Regions from separate parts of the Mus musculus genome. Here region 2 is linked to region 1. Evidence: chromatin contacts called from public promoter capture Hi-C data. All regions are on one chromosome and are shown on one strand. The core of a region is the stretch at or near the end of the contact, and the rest is flanking DNA. Distances in the headings are between cores, read along the strand shown. Region 1 holds the start of Zfp740 (zinc finger protein 740). Region 2 holds the start of Cbx5 (chromobox 5).

Region 1 (5,827 bases), core at 1,049-3,548:
CCTGGTGAGACTGGTTTCCTCAGAGAAAGCTCAGAGAAGCGCACGGCTCTCCATTCAGAAGACTACAACGGTCCCTCCGTCCCTCTGGTCCTTCCAAACCATCTGCCACCTTCACAAAAACAGCTATCTTCTGGACCACATTACTTTGGAGTTTAACATTCTTCGGGGACTCCCCACTCCCTGGATAATAATGTCTAACTCCTTAGGAAAAGCACAAAAAGCCCTTGGACCACATTCCACTGACTTCTCTAGGAAGTAACCCCCCATCCTTCGTTACCTAACCCCATCTAATGATCCCCCATTTGTAATCCTTTGCTCCTTAACTACCCACCAAACCATCCAGTGGTGTCCCATCCCTCTAAGCCCCTCCCTCTGTCTGAGTGCCCTTCTCTGTTGACTTCTCTAGCAAAATCCTATGCTACCTGCAGGCTTCCTTCCCCCCCCCCCCCCCCATCCAGGCAGAGGTACCACCACGCAGTCACAATCCTTCTATCACTGAGAACTCCTTTAGTCAACTGATTCAGAGTCTCTAGTACCAGCCAGCTATCACGCAGGGCACCGTGAATATAAAAATAATAAATAACAGACTGTCTTGCCGTCATCCCTCCCCCTCCCCCCAACTAGCCTGGGAGCTTACTGGGGACAAGGGCAATCTTATTCATCTTTGTATTCCAAACACAATGCCGTGCATGTAACAGGAGCTCAATAAAATTCCTGTTGGGAAAAAAAAACAAATGAAGCATTCACCAGACTATACACTCCCTTATGCCCGAGTACTTCACGTACCAAAAGTACACCGGGTACAAGGTGCTTTGCCAATGGCCCATCAGTGCCTGTGACGTGATATATAGCCTACCTCCTTCATTTGACTGGAAGCTCCCTGAAGGCAGGGGCTGTGGCCTGTCTCCTTTCCTTCCTCTAGATCTCCCCCTGGCGCTTAATACAGAGCTCGGCTCACTGGGGATGGTCAATACTGTTGGCTAAGGCAGAATTCAAGGGTGACACTGCAAAGAGGCTTCCCAGTGAACGGTCTTGAAGGAGGACTCGAGAGCTTTTTACCTGAGCCATGCTGACTTCTCACTTAACGAACCCAAAAAGTTCAGAAGTTCTCTGTCCCAGTTTTCCTTAAGACACTGGTTGTCTGAAGAACCGTCACCAAATCACAGTAACGGCTCCTCCCCGTTCTTTCAGTTCCTTTGCCATATTGAACTGTCTTCTCAAAGAACTCGGTGTCCTCCAAAAGGAAAACAGGTGTCCCAAGAATCCGCAGTCTCTCTCTGACTTCTGCCTCTTGTCGGAAGAAACGAGAGTCTACCAGTCTTGGTTTCCAAGTTGAATTCTCTTGGTGAAGCTCTAGGTCTGTTCCAGAAACCTGAAACCAGAAAGGGAGATGAGGCCCTTAGGTGTAACATCTTCAGGCCAAACAACGATCGAAGCTCCCTCAACTTATTTTGCTGGGCGTTCTGAAGCTCAAAAGGAGGACATGAGTCGAGAGCTTTCTTTCTAGGTCAGTAGAAGAAACTGGCCTCCTGGGCCGAAAGAGCAGCCAACGGGAGCAAAAGTAAGTTGGGCCTCCTATAGAGAGGATCTGCCAAGAGAGTAAGAGCTGGGATTTGCCATCTTAGGAACGGAAGAAGGGGGCGGAGGCCCTTTGGGGCTTTTGTGCGGAGTGGGCCGGCCTGCAAAGCTGGCACTCCACAGACGAGGGCAGAACTGTGTTGGAAGGAAGCTCGGGAGGCCTCCGCCGAGCGCCGGGGTGGCTGGCAGTGCCCGCACGTGAGCGTCGCTCGGAGTCCGCCCGAAGGTTCGTAAATTCGCCGCCGCGGAGGCGGAGGGCGGGCGTGTGTGCGCGCGCTCTGCAGGCAGCCGCAGCGCGCAGCCCCGGGAGCGCCGAGCCGCGCGCGACCTGCGTGCTCGCGCCCGCGCTTCCCCCCCCCTTCCCGGGCAAGGCCCCCTCTCCCGGCGGGGCGGTGGGGGGCGGGGCGGCGGCGGCCCTCCCCTCGCGCCCCCTCCCTCCGCCGCGCGCCCCTCCTCCGCCGCGCTCCCCTCCCCCCTCGCGCGCGGCGCCCCACGGCCTGCGAGCTGCTGTCCGCCCGCTCGCCCGCCCGCTCGACGCTGCCTCCCCGCGGCGCGCGCCTACCTGCCTGGCGCGGCCTCCCGCCGTCTCCTCCGCCGCGCGGCGCCCCCTCCAGGCCCCAGGCACCCCGTGCCAAGCCCGCGGCCGCCGCTCCCCGCGTCGGGACCGAGGCAAGTTTACAAACACCAACCCGGGGCCCGTTTCCCCGGAAGCACTTCTCCGTCCCCCTCCCCCTCTTTGCCAAGCGGCCACATCCACTTCCGGGCTCCGGAGCCGGGACAGGAGGGGGGGCCCTCCGAAAAGGGGTGAGGCTGGGGACGCGCGGAGAGCTGCAGCTGGCGAGCGGGAGGGGGACGGCCCGGAGGACCGGAGGAGGGTGGTGCGAAGGGCGGCGCCTGCGCCGTGGCGCGCGAGCGCCCCGGCCGCCATCTTCACTGAGGGCAGCTCCCAGGCTCGCCTGGAACCTTTAGGGAACCTTTAGGTACTGAGTGTTCTTTGAGAAGGTTCGCTAGGTGCGCTGGTTGATTCTTGCAGAATCTCCGTCTCTCTCCTGACGCCCCAGGTAGAAGCCGGGACAGTTCGTACCTCTGATCTTTTTTTTAAAGCTTGGTGAGGTCTGTTTTTCCGGTGCCTGCTGCTGTGGGGTGCAGACCTGCAGACTGAGGTCAGCTGGGAGGAGAGTTGAGCCGTTGCGCAGTCCTGCGGTACACACTAAACCACAATCTGCATGTGAGTCTCAGTGAGTTCCCTCAATAGCCAAGGCAAACGTGCTCCGGCCCCGCAGTCTTGACCTAGCCAAACTAGGCTTCCTTTCAAGAAAAGGCCTTTTTTCCCTTCAGTGGACTAGTCTTGTTGGAGATTTGGAAGTGCGTGTTGTCCTCTGGGCCAGGCCCCCTTTGGAAATTTGAGCCTATCCTCGAATACTAGCGCCCCACTTGTAGCATTAGAGAGGAGTTCTGCTAAAAGATAGGACTATTCTAAGTGCACACTTGGCAGAAGGAAACGTGAATTCCACTTAAGTCCCAGTTTCTATTCTAACTGCTGTCTGGTGAGTTTAAGTGACAGTAAGACACTATCCAAAAAGCATATGGATTCCTAACCACAGTCCTGTACCTTTTACACCACTAAAGTAAGTTCCATTTCCCTTAGGGTCATTCTGAAACTGACATAAAATGGAGAGACATGTCACCAGGAATGTTTTTAAAACAAATGTAGGGACCTGAAGAGATGACCCAGCTGTTAAGAGTGCTTGCTGGGAAACTAGGACCAGAGTTTGGATTCTGTTTTCCAGGTTAACAAGCCTGCTCTGACAAAGGTGGAGACTGGAGAATCCCCTGGACTTGCTGGATTCCACCTTAACTGAGAAAATTAGAGCCCCAGGTTGGGGAAGAGACCTTGCTTCTAAAGGAATAAGCAGTCCAGGTGTGTACAGGCTCTTGAACTTGCATGGACAGAGTCACATCAGAAACAATCATACAGTTTTAAACATTAGCTTAAGCAAGGGAGTGTAGCCGGGTGTTGTTGGCACACACCTTTAATCCCAGCACTTGGGAGGCAGAGGCAGGTGGATTTCTGAGTTCGAGGCCAGCCTGGTCTACAGAGTGAGTTCCAGGACAGCCAGGGCTACACAGAGAAACCCTGTCTTGGAAAAATAAAAAAACAAAACAAAAAACAAAAAAAAAAAGCAGGGGAGTGTGACAAATATCTTTAATCCCAGCACCTGAAAGGCAGAGCAGGCCAATCCCTGTGAGTTTAAGGCCAACCTGGTATACATAGCAAGTTCTACCAGCTAGAGATACACAAACTTTATTTATTTATTTGTTTGTTTGTTTATTTATTTTAAAGATTTATTTATTTATCATATGTAAGTATACTCTAGCTGTCTTTGGACACTCCAGAAGAGGAAGTCAGATCTCATTACGGATGGTTGTGAGCCACCATGTGGTTGCTGGGATTTGAACCACTGAGCCATCTCTCCAGCCCCCACAATCTTTAGAAAACAAAGAACCACCTAATCCATTGCCAGTCTATAGAATACAAAACTACATAATTTTTTCTTCTAGCCAAGCTCTTGAAGATAATCACTCTTGTTATTGTTTCTTATTACTAGATATTTAAATTTTTTGTTTTTATGTGTGTATGCATGTGTTGCTTACGTGTATGTCTGTGTAACACTTGAGTGCCTGGTACCCTTAGAGGCCAGGCAAGGGTGTGGAATATACTTAGAATGGAGTTACTGATGCTTATGGGCCACCTGAAGTAACAATATGAGCCACCACAAGGGTGCTGGGAATTGAACCTAGGTCCTTTGGAAGAGCAGCCAGTGCTCTCAACTGCTGAGCCAGCTCTCTAGTCCCTGTTGTTATATTTTTGATAGTGGGACTTGTTGGAATTCATGGTCTGGCTCATGTTAGACAAGCTGTCAGCTACTGAGTTGTTTTTTTTTTTTTTAAGATTTCGTTATTTTATGTATATGAGTTACACCATCACTGTCTTCAGACACACAAGAAGAAGGCATTGGATCCCATTACAGATGGTGAGCCACTATGTGGTTGCTGGGAATTAAACTCAGGACCTCTGGAAGAGCAGCCAGTGCTCTTAACCGCTGAGCCATTTCTCCAGCCCCAGCCCCTGAGTGTTCTACTATTCTCTACTACTCCCCAGGTCTTATTGGTTTGGTGAACTCAGTACAATGAGACACTTTTTCTGTGTTCATACTTTTTTTTTTGTCACCTAAAATGTACTATACACTGTATTTTATTTTCTGTTTTTGTTTGAAATAGGTTCTTACTCTGTAGCTCACACTGGCTTCAAAGTCTCTTACATTCCTCCTGCCTCACCCTGGAGTATTGGGTTTCAAACCCAGCAGATAGTCCATGATAGATACCTAAGTGAGTTCACATTTTAAGAATTGTTTCGTAACAAAAGCTGCGTGAGATGATCCAGACCTGTAGCCTCAGCTGCCCAGGAGGTTGAAGCATGAGACTCACCTGAACCCAGGAATTCACAAGCCAGAACAGCACAGTGAGACTGCCCCAAGGTGGAAAAACAAAATTAAACAAATAAAACAAACCCCACCCAGGCAGCAGTTCCTAGTGAAGGTGTGATTTGAGCTGGGAGGGAGCCGCAGGAGCATCTGAAACTTAAAAGCTAATCCTCAGCTACAAGGTGAGTGTGAGCCCAGCTTGGGTTGCCTGGACATCTTTATGTGGCTGTCTTCCTGCACTTACGCAGACTCTGTGAGTAAATGTGAAATGTGACTGTGTAAATATTTTGAAGGGTTATTTTTGTTTTTTTATTCATGTGTGTAATGTAAGCATACGGATGTTTCCCCTGCTTGTGTGTATGTGCATAATATGCGTGCAGTGGAGGGCGTGGGATCCCATGAACTGGAGTTACGGATGGCCCTGTACCTGGGTCCTCTGCAAGAACAATAAGTATACTGAGCCTTTCTTCCAGCCGCCAAATTCTTCTGCCCCCCACCCCCACCCCACCGCCGACCCCCAATTTTAATCATGGCGTTGAAGTTTGAAACCATTGTGCCATGAAGCACAGCTATATGCCAGATTTCAAACTTCTTTTCTTTAACACATGTATATTTTTAAAAAGATTTCTTTCTTCCTTCCTTTCTTTTCTCTCTCTCTCTCTCTCTCTCTCTTTCTTTCTTTCTTTCTTTCTTTTTTTTTTTTTTTTTAAAGATTTATTTATTATATGTAAGTACACTGTAGCTGTCTTCAGACACTCCAGAAG
Region 2 (5,827 bases), core at 1,919-4,418, 1.0 Mb before region 1:
CCCGCCATAGCCACTGCCCTGGTTTCCATAACCCTGTCCACCACTTCCATAGCCTCTGCTTCCTCCAGAGTAACCAGGGCTGCCTCCTCCATAACCACCTATAAGAATACAAGTCTTCTCAATAAGACAAAAGTATTTAACAGGAAAAATGTATGCAAGATAATAGCTAAAGGCTGCTCATAGCATGCACATTTATGGGACTGATCGAACTTTGTCATGCACTAAGTTTAGTTTCTACTAGCCTACTCTAAAGGTACAGGTTTCCAGAAACCATTACTTACAGACTCCTTAGGAAACTTACCATCATTGCCAAATCCATTATAGCCATCCCCACTGCCACCATATCCACCACCACCACGGCTGCCACCAAAGCCACCTGGAAGAAACCAAAGCTTTAAACCAGGCTTTATACATGAATGCTTATCAAAATCTAATTCTGTACTAGAACTATATTCGGGTAAAATCCATAAATGCTGGAAACACAGGGTAGCAGTTAATATTTAAAAGCTCTGAAACCAACAAGGAATCAAAAATAAACCATACACACCACGACCACTGAAGTTCCCTCCTCGACCAAAATTGTCATTGCCACCAAAACCGCCTCCACGACCACCACCAAAGTTTCCAGAACCACTGCGACCTTAAAAGAGATTTTTGGATCATTAGGCTAACCCATAGTAATTCATGCTGGCGCCCACAATCTAACCAAAAATTAACGCACCTCTCTGACTGGATGAAGCACTAGCCATCTCTTGCTTCGACAGAGCCTTTCTTACTTCACAGTTGTGGCCATTCACAGTATGGTATTTCTGAACTAAGAGAAAAAGGTAGATTCAGGACTGTAAAAAAAAAAAACACAAGAGGACTCCAGAGTCATTAAGGAACACGTAGTCCTCTGATACTTACTAACAATCTTATCCACAGAGTCATGGTCATCAAAGGTAACAAAAGCAAAGCCCCTCTTTTTCCCACTGCCTCTGTCAGTCATAATTTCTATCACTTCAATCTTCCCATACTGCTCAAAATAATCTCGTAGGTGATGTTCTTCAGTGTCTTCTTTAATACCACCAACAAAGATCTTTTTCACAGTTAAGTGGGCACCTGGTCGCTGAGAATCCTAAAAAGGAAAAATGACTTCAGTTATTTAGTAGTAGCAGTTTCTAAATGACTGGGAAGGTGTGGTGGCCCACCCCCCCCTTTTTTTCAGAGACAGGGTTTCTCTATATATCCCTGGCTGTCCTGGAACTCACTCTGTAGACCAGGCTAGCCTCGAACTCAGAAATATACCTGCCTCTGCCTCCGGAGTGCTGGGATTAAAGGCGTGTGCCACCACCTCCAGGCCCTCGCCTTTAATACCACTTGGGGGGGATCTCCCAATTGAGGACTGCCCCAATCATAGTCTCAGGTTAAAGAGAAAAACCACTCACTTCTCTTGAGACAGCTCTCTTAGGTTCCACAACTCTTCCATCCACCTTGTGTGGTCTTGCATTCATGGCAGCATCCACTTCTTCCACAGTGGCATATGTGACAAACCCAAAGCCCCTGGATCTCTTGGTGTTTGGATCTCTCATTACCTGTTTAGAGTTAATTCAATCAATACACTGCCTGATCTCAGAATCAAAAGCCATTCCTAGTCTGATCAAGGCAAACATGAAACTTCAGAGTGGGGGGGTGGAAATGTAAGCTTCTTACAGATCTGAAGAAAGCCCCAGATTTTTTTTTACCATCCCATTAGTTAACTTCACAAAACAATTTAGCTAAGAAGCAGCAGATTAAATCGGAAGAAATAAGCCAGCTCTTCCTTTTGTTTCTTTTAATCTTACCACACAGTCTGTTAGTGTTCCCCATTGCTCAAAATGGCTCCTCAGACTCTCGTCGGTTGTTTCGAAGCTCAGCCCTCCGATGAAGAGCTTCCGCAGCTGTTCTGGCTCCTTGGGAGACTAAAGTGGAGGAGGGAGTGTTTAGCGGAGGGGCTGGAACCTGGGAAAATGAATCAACACCCCGCAACAACACATGCTACACTTTTTTATTGTTCTTTATTACTGCACGAGACCACGTGCTCCTTCCTAGGCTAGGAGGTGCTGCTGGGGATTCACTCGAGTTGCACGCAGCGCATGCGTCCTTACTTTTACTTCATACGCACGCGCAACAAAGGGCACAGGTTAGTCGGGTCCATCCCCATTAAGACTTAATATCTCTTTAACAAGCGATTGTTAGACCAGAATGGGGGAGGGGAAGAAAAGGCCACACTCCCCAGATCATTAGTCTGTGAAGTTTGCCACAAGGAACAGTGCATGGACGTTAATGGCGGTCGGATCGCAGCCTCATGGTGACTATGAGGACAAAATGGCGACCTGCATTTTTTTAAAGTAGGCCTCAGCACTAATCGATAAAACACCGAAACCACGGGTGCGAGCAGCAAAACACGTCACATCCCGCTATATTCAGTAAGTGTGGAAGAAAGAGAAGCTGCAAAGCGCATCCAACTTACCTCGGACTTAGACATGACGGTAGAGTTACGAGAGCCTTCAGCGATGCTTCCTCGGCAGCGTCAAAGAGCAGAAAGGAATACGATAACGAACGTGCCCGCCAGCCTACCTTCTGCTCGCCCTTTTATCCCGCCTCCTCGCTCTCGGTATTGGTAGACTCCGCCCTTACTTGAGTCTTATTGGAGATTTGAAATTATTCCCTCCCACCATTGGCCCGTGAAGACGCCCTGCTAAGAAACGGCATCCGTTTGGGCGTTCTATTCAGACTCCGCCCCTTTGAGTCACTGATGCCCCAAGGGATCTTATCCTTAATCGCATTGATTGGCTAACTAGCCAGTCACTTATATTTGAATGTATTCACGTCTTTTAAATGCCTTTCATAACTTTCCCACACCCGAACATTACAAACTCACTCGTCAAAGGACCGCACGCTACAAAGTAGCTCACCGCGACTTTTCCCAGCCACTCCCTATAAGGCGCATGTGTAATAAAAATGGCGAGTTCACGCCGGCGCACTACGATGTTCCGCCTGCTGCCTGGAACACGTGAAATGGCGGGCGGGAGAGGGTTGTGAACCTAGGCGCCTGCGTAGTGGCGGGACCAGCGTCCAGTTTTGCGCAGGCGTTTTGGGCGGAGAAAAGGTCCAAGCCCAGGATTGGTTGCGCAGGCGCAGGGAAGGATCCGTTTTGGCGGGCGGTTGGCATTGCGCAGAAGGCGGCGGTAGCGGTGGCTTGTGGTGCCGCTTTACCACAGAGGAACCGTGCAGGCCTTAGCGTGAGTGATCACTTTAGATCTTGGGTAAGTGGCAGAGTCTCGTCTACCCGTACGAGATCTTGAACCCGCTCCCATTGCACCGGTTATTGTACGAAATGAATGGACCGCTGAACTGGTGGGGGGGGGGGTGGACGACGACAGTGAAGGGGCCGCGACGGGTCGGGCCAGCCAATAGGACAACTGGGGCGGGATGTTTTATCCTTGCAGGTTCTGTGAAGCTGCCTTGCCGAAGCATTTGACTGGCGAGCCTATAGGCCAATTGGGTTTTCCTATAGCTGCCTACCGATCGGTCCTTGGGCCATCGGAATGTGGGAGGCGGGTTTTTCTCGCCTGAGTTGCGTCTCTCCGAGCCAATGAGCCCCAAGCGCGCGATTGGCCGGCCTTCCCCAAGAGGCAGAGGCTGGACTCCTGTGGGGAGCGCGGGAGTTGGCTGGTTAAATTCTTAGAGCAAGCCAGGAGTCACTAGAAAGACAGGATTCCCCCCTCCCCCCCCCAATAAAGCTTACTCTTGCATTTGTGGGGGCGAGTATTTTAACTTAAAATGACTCCTATAACTAAGGCATTCATTCTGTATATTACCTTAGGGAAAACATATGTTTTCTTGTGGCCCTTGAGTTAATCATTTTTCTTGTAGTTTTTGGTACGTTCCTCCCTTCACTTGAGACTTTGGAGAACGTGCCTTTAGTCTTTGAAAACTTTTAAGAGAAGAATATTGAAATTTTGAATGAGATGACTTAGGTAAAGTACTTGCAATGAAAAGCATCCAAGAAAAATAGACTTAACCACTAGCACCCATTTCCAGGGACACTGTATTTGTATTTCTATCTCTATGAAAGTTTTTGAGAGTTACATGTCAAAAGTCAAAACGTGTTGCTTCTATGGAAACAGTGGGGCCAAGGCCTGTATGTTTGAGGGATAATTGTCATTGATGAAATAATGAAAACCTTAATAAAAATAGACACATTTGGTTTTTTGTTTGTTTGTTTTGTGTCATCATGTACTTGTCACCACCATTCATGTTCCCAATTCTTTTATCTGAATCTCTTCTCCGAAGAACATTTTTCTCCCCTAACATTCAAGATACTCTAAGCTCCTATTTCTGCTGTTCATTTGAGGATGTCTGGTGTGGGGTGAAAAAGCTGATTCATTTAGGAGGTATTTAGGGTGTTGGGGACAGAAGACTCCACCATATCTTGAGTTGTTATTCATTGTTTTGATTCCATATATTTTTGTATTTTCTCTGCAATTTTGTTGGTGTTGATAATACCCACACTTCTCAGAGTATCTAGACAAATGTATAATTTCCATTTATTATCTGTGTCTGTTGATTTATTTATAGTCTTTGAGGTAGAGGTACCTCATTGTGATAAGAAAATTCCAGCCTGGCGTTAGTGGTCATTGCCTTTAATCCTAGCAGGAAGATGGATATCTGTTTGAGGCCAGCCTCCTGGTCCATGTAGTGAGTTACTTGACAGCCAAAGCATAATCAGACCCTGTCTCAAAAACGAAGAAAAGAAAGAAAAGAAGATAGTTTCATACTTTTTACAAAAGACTGATGATGCCGGGTGGTGGTGGTGCACGTCTTTGATCCCAGCACTCGGGAGGCAGAGGCAGGCGGATTTCTGAGTTTGAGGCCAGCCTGGTCTACAAAGTGAGTTCCAGGACAGCCAGGGCTACACAGAGAAACCCTGTCTCGGGGGGTGGGGGGGGGGGGACGGACGGACTGATGATTTCAATTTAGTTTTCTGTTTTATGTCTCAGGCTGGCCTCACATGAAGAGATCTACCTGTTGGTGCTATCATGCTTGACAGGTTTTTTTTTTTGTTGTTGTTGTTTTTTTTTTTTTTTTTTGGGTTTTTCGAGACAGGGTTTCTAAGTATAGCTCTGGCTGTCCTGGAACTCACTTTGTAGACCAGGCTGGCCTCGAACTCAGAAATCCACCTGCCTCTGCCTCCCAAGTGCTGGGACTAAAGGCGTGTACCACCACCGCCTGGCGCTTGACAGGTTTTAGTGATGTTTCTAATGAATAGAGATTTCCATAGTCACTGGCACTTTAAAAAGGACAAACATATTATACAACCATTAGCTGCTTATTTACACTAACAGTGCAACTTCAGTACTGAGCTCTAAAGTGATAGTGGACTCACGGCATCTACCTAGATATGGTTCAGAATATTTTTTTTTCCTTCCAGACATGGTTTCTCTGTGTAGCCCTCATTCTGTAGACCATGCTAGTCTTGAACTCAGAGATCCGCGAGCCGCTTGTTCTCGAGAGTGCCGGGATTAAAGGCGTGAGCCACACTTGCTCAGTCTCTGCTTTCTTCCTTTCCTTTCAGTGTTTCAGTTTTGTTTTTTTTTTTTCAAATTTTTATTAGGTATTTTCTTCATTTACATTTCAAATGCTATTCTGAAAGTCCCCCATACTTCCCCCCCAGTGTTTCAGTTTTAAAACAATACCAAAAATGTAAAAATGAATAATAAAGTCTTCCTCTAAAAGGGCTAATGCTAGAATTTATCATTTTCAGACATTTAGCAGTTAGCAAAGCATGGAGGAAATGACCGCC

What was found. Promoter capture Hi-C pulls out the DNA fragments that hold promoters and counts their contacts.
Region 2: a promoter capture Hi-C map of pre-B cells shows a contact between it and region 1, with 2.7 times the contacts expected there. The contact joins the promoter of Cbx5 here to the promoter of Zfp740 in region 1. A contact is called at or near these places in 1 of 39 promoter capture datasets (pre-B cells) and 1 of 115 datasets of contacts at active chromatin or transcription factors (pancreatic cancer cells).

The regions. Positions count from the first base shown.
Region 1 is chr15:102,200,116-102,205,942 of GRCm38.p6, reverse strand. Zfp740 (zinc finger protein 740) reads right to left here and starts at 2,298. Exons shown (of 8, transcript NM_001289691.1): 1 at 2,141-2,298; 2 at 857-1,372; 3 at 638-714. It overlaps Csad (cysteine sulfinic acid decarboxylase), which reads left to right and starts at 891. Exons shown (of 18, transcript NM_001359126.1): 1 at 891-1,804; 2 at 2,683-2,806; 3 at 3,369-3,499.
Region 2 is chr15:103,237,193-103,243,019 of GRCm38.p6, reverse strand. Cbx5 (chromobox 5) reads left to right here and starts at 3,168. Exons shown (of 5, transcript NM_001076789.2): 1 at 3,168-3,287. Hnrnpa1 (heterogeneous nuclear ribonucleoprotein A1) reads right to left here and starts at 2,623. Exons shown (of 11, transcript NM_001039129.4): 1 at 2,492-2,623; 2 at 1,824-1,940; 3 at 1,428-1,574; 4 at 907-1,117; 5 at 722-814; 6 at 548-640; 7 at 302-376; 8 at 1-98. The coding sequence starts at 2,506.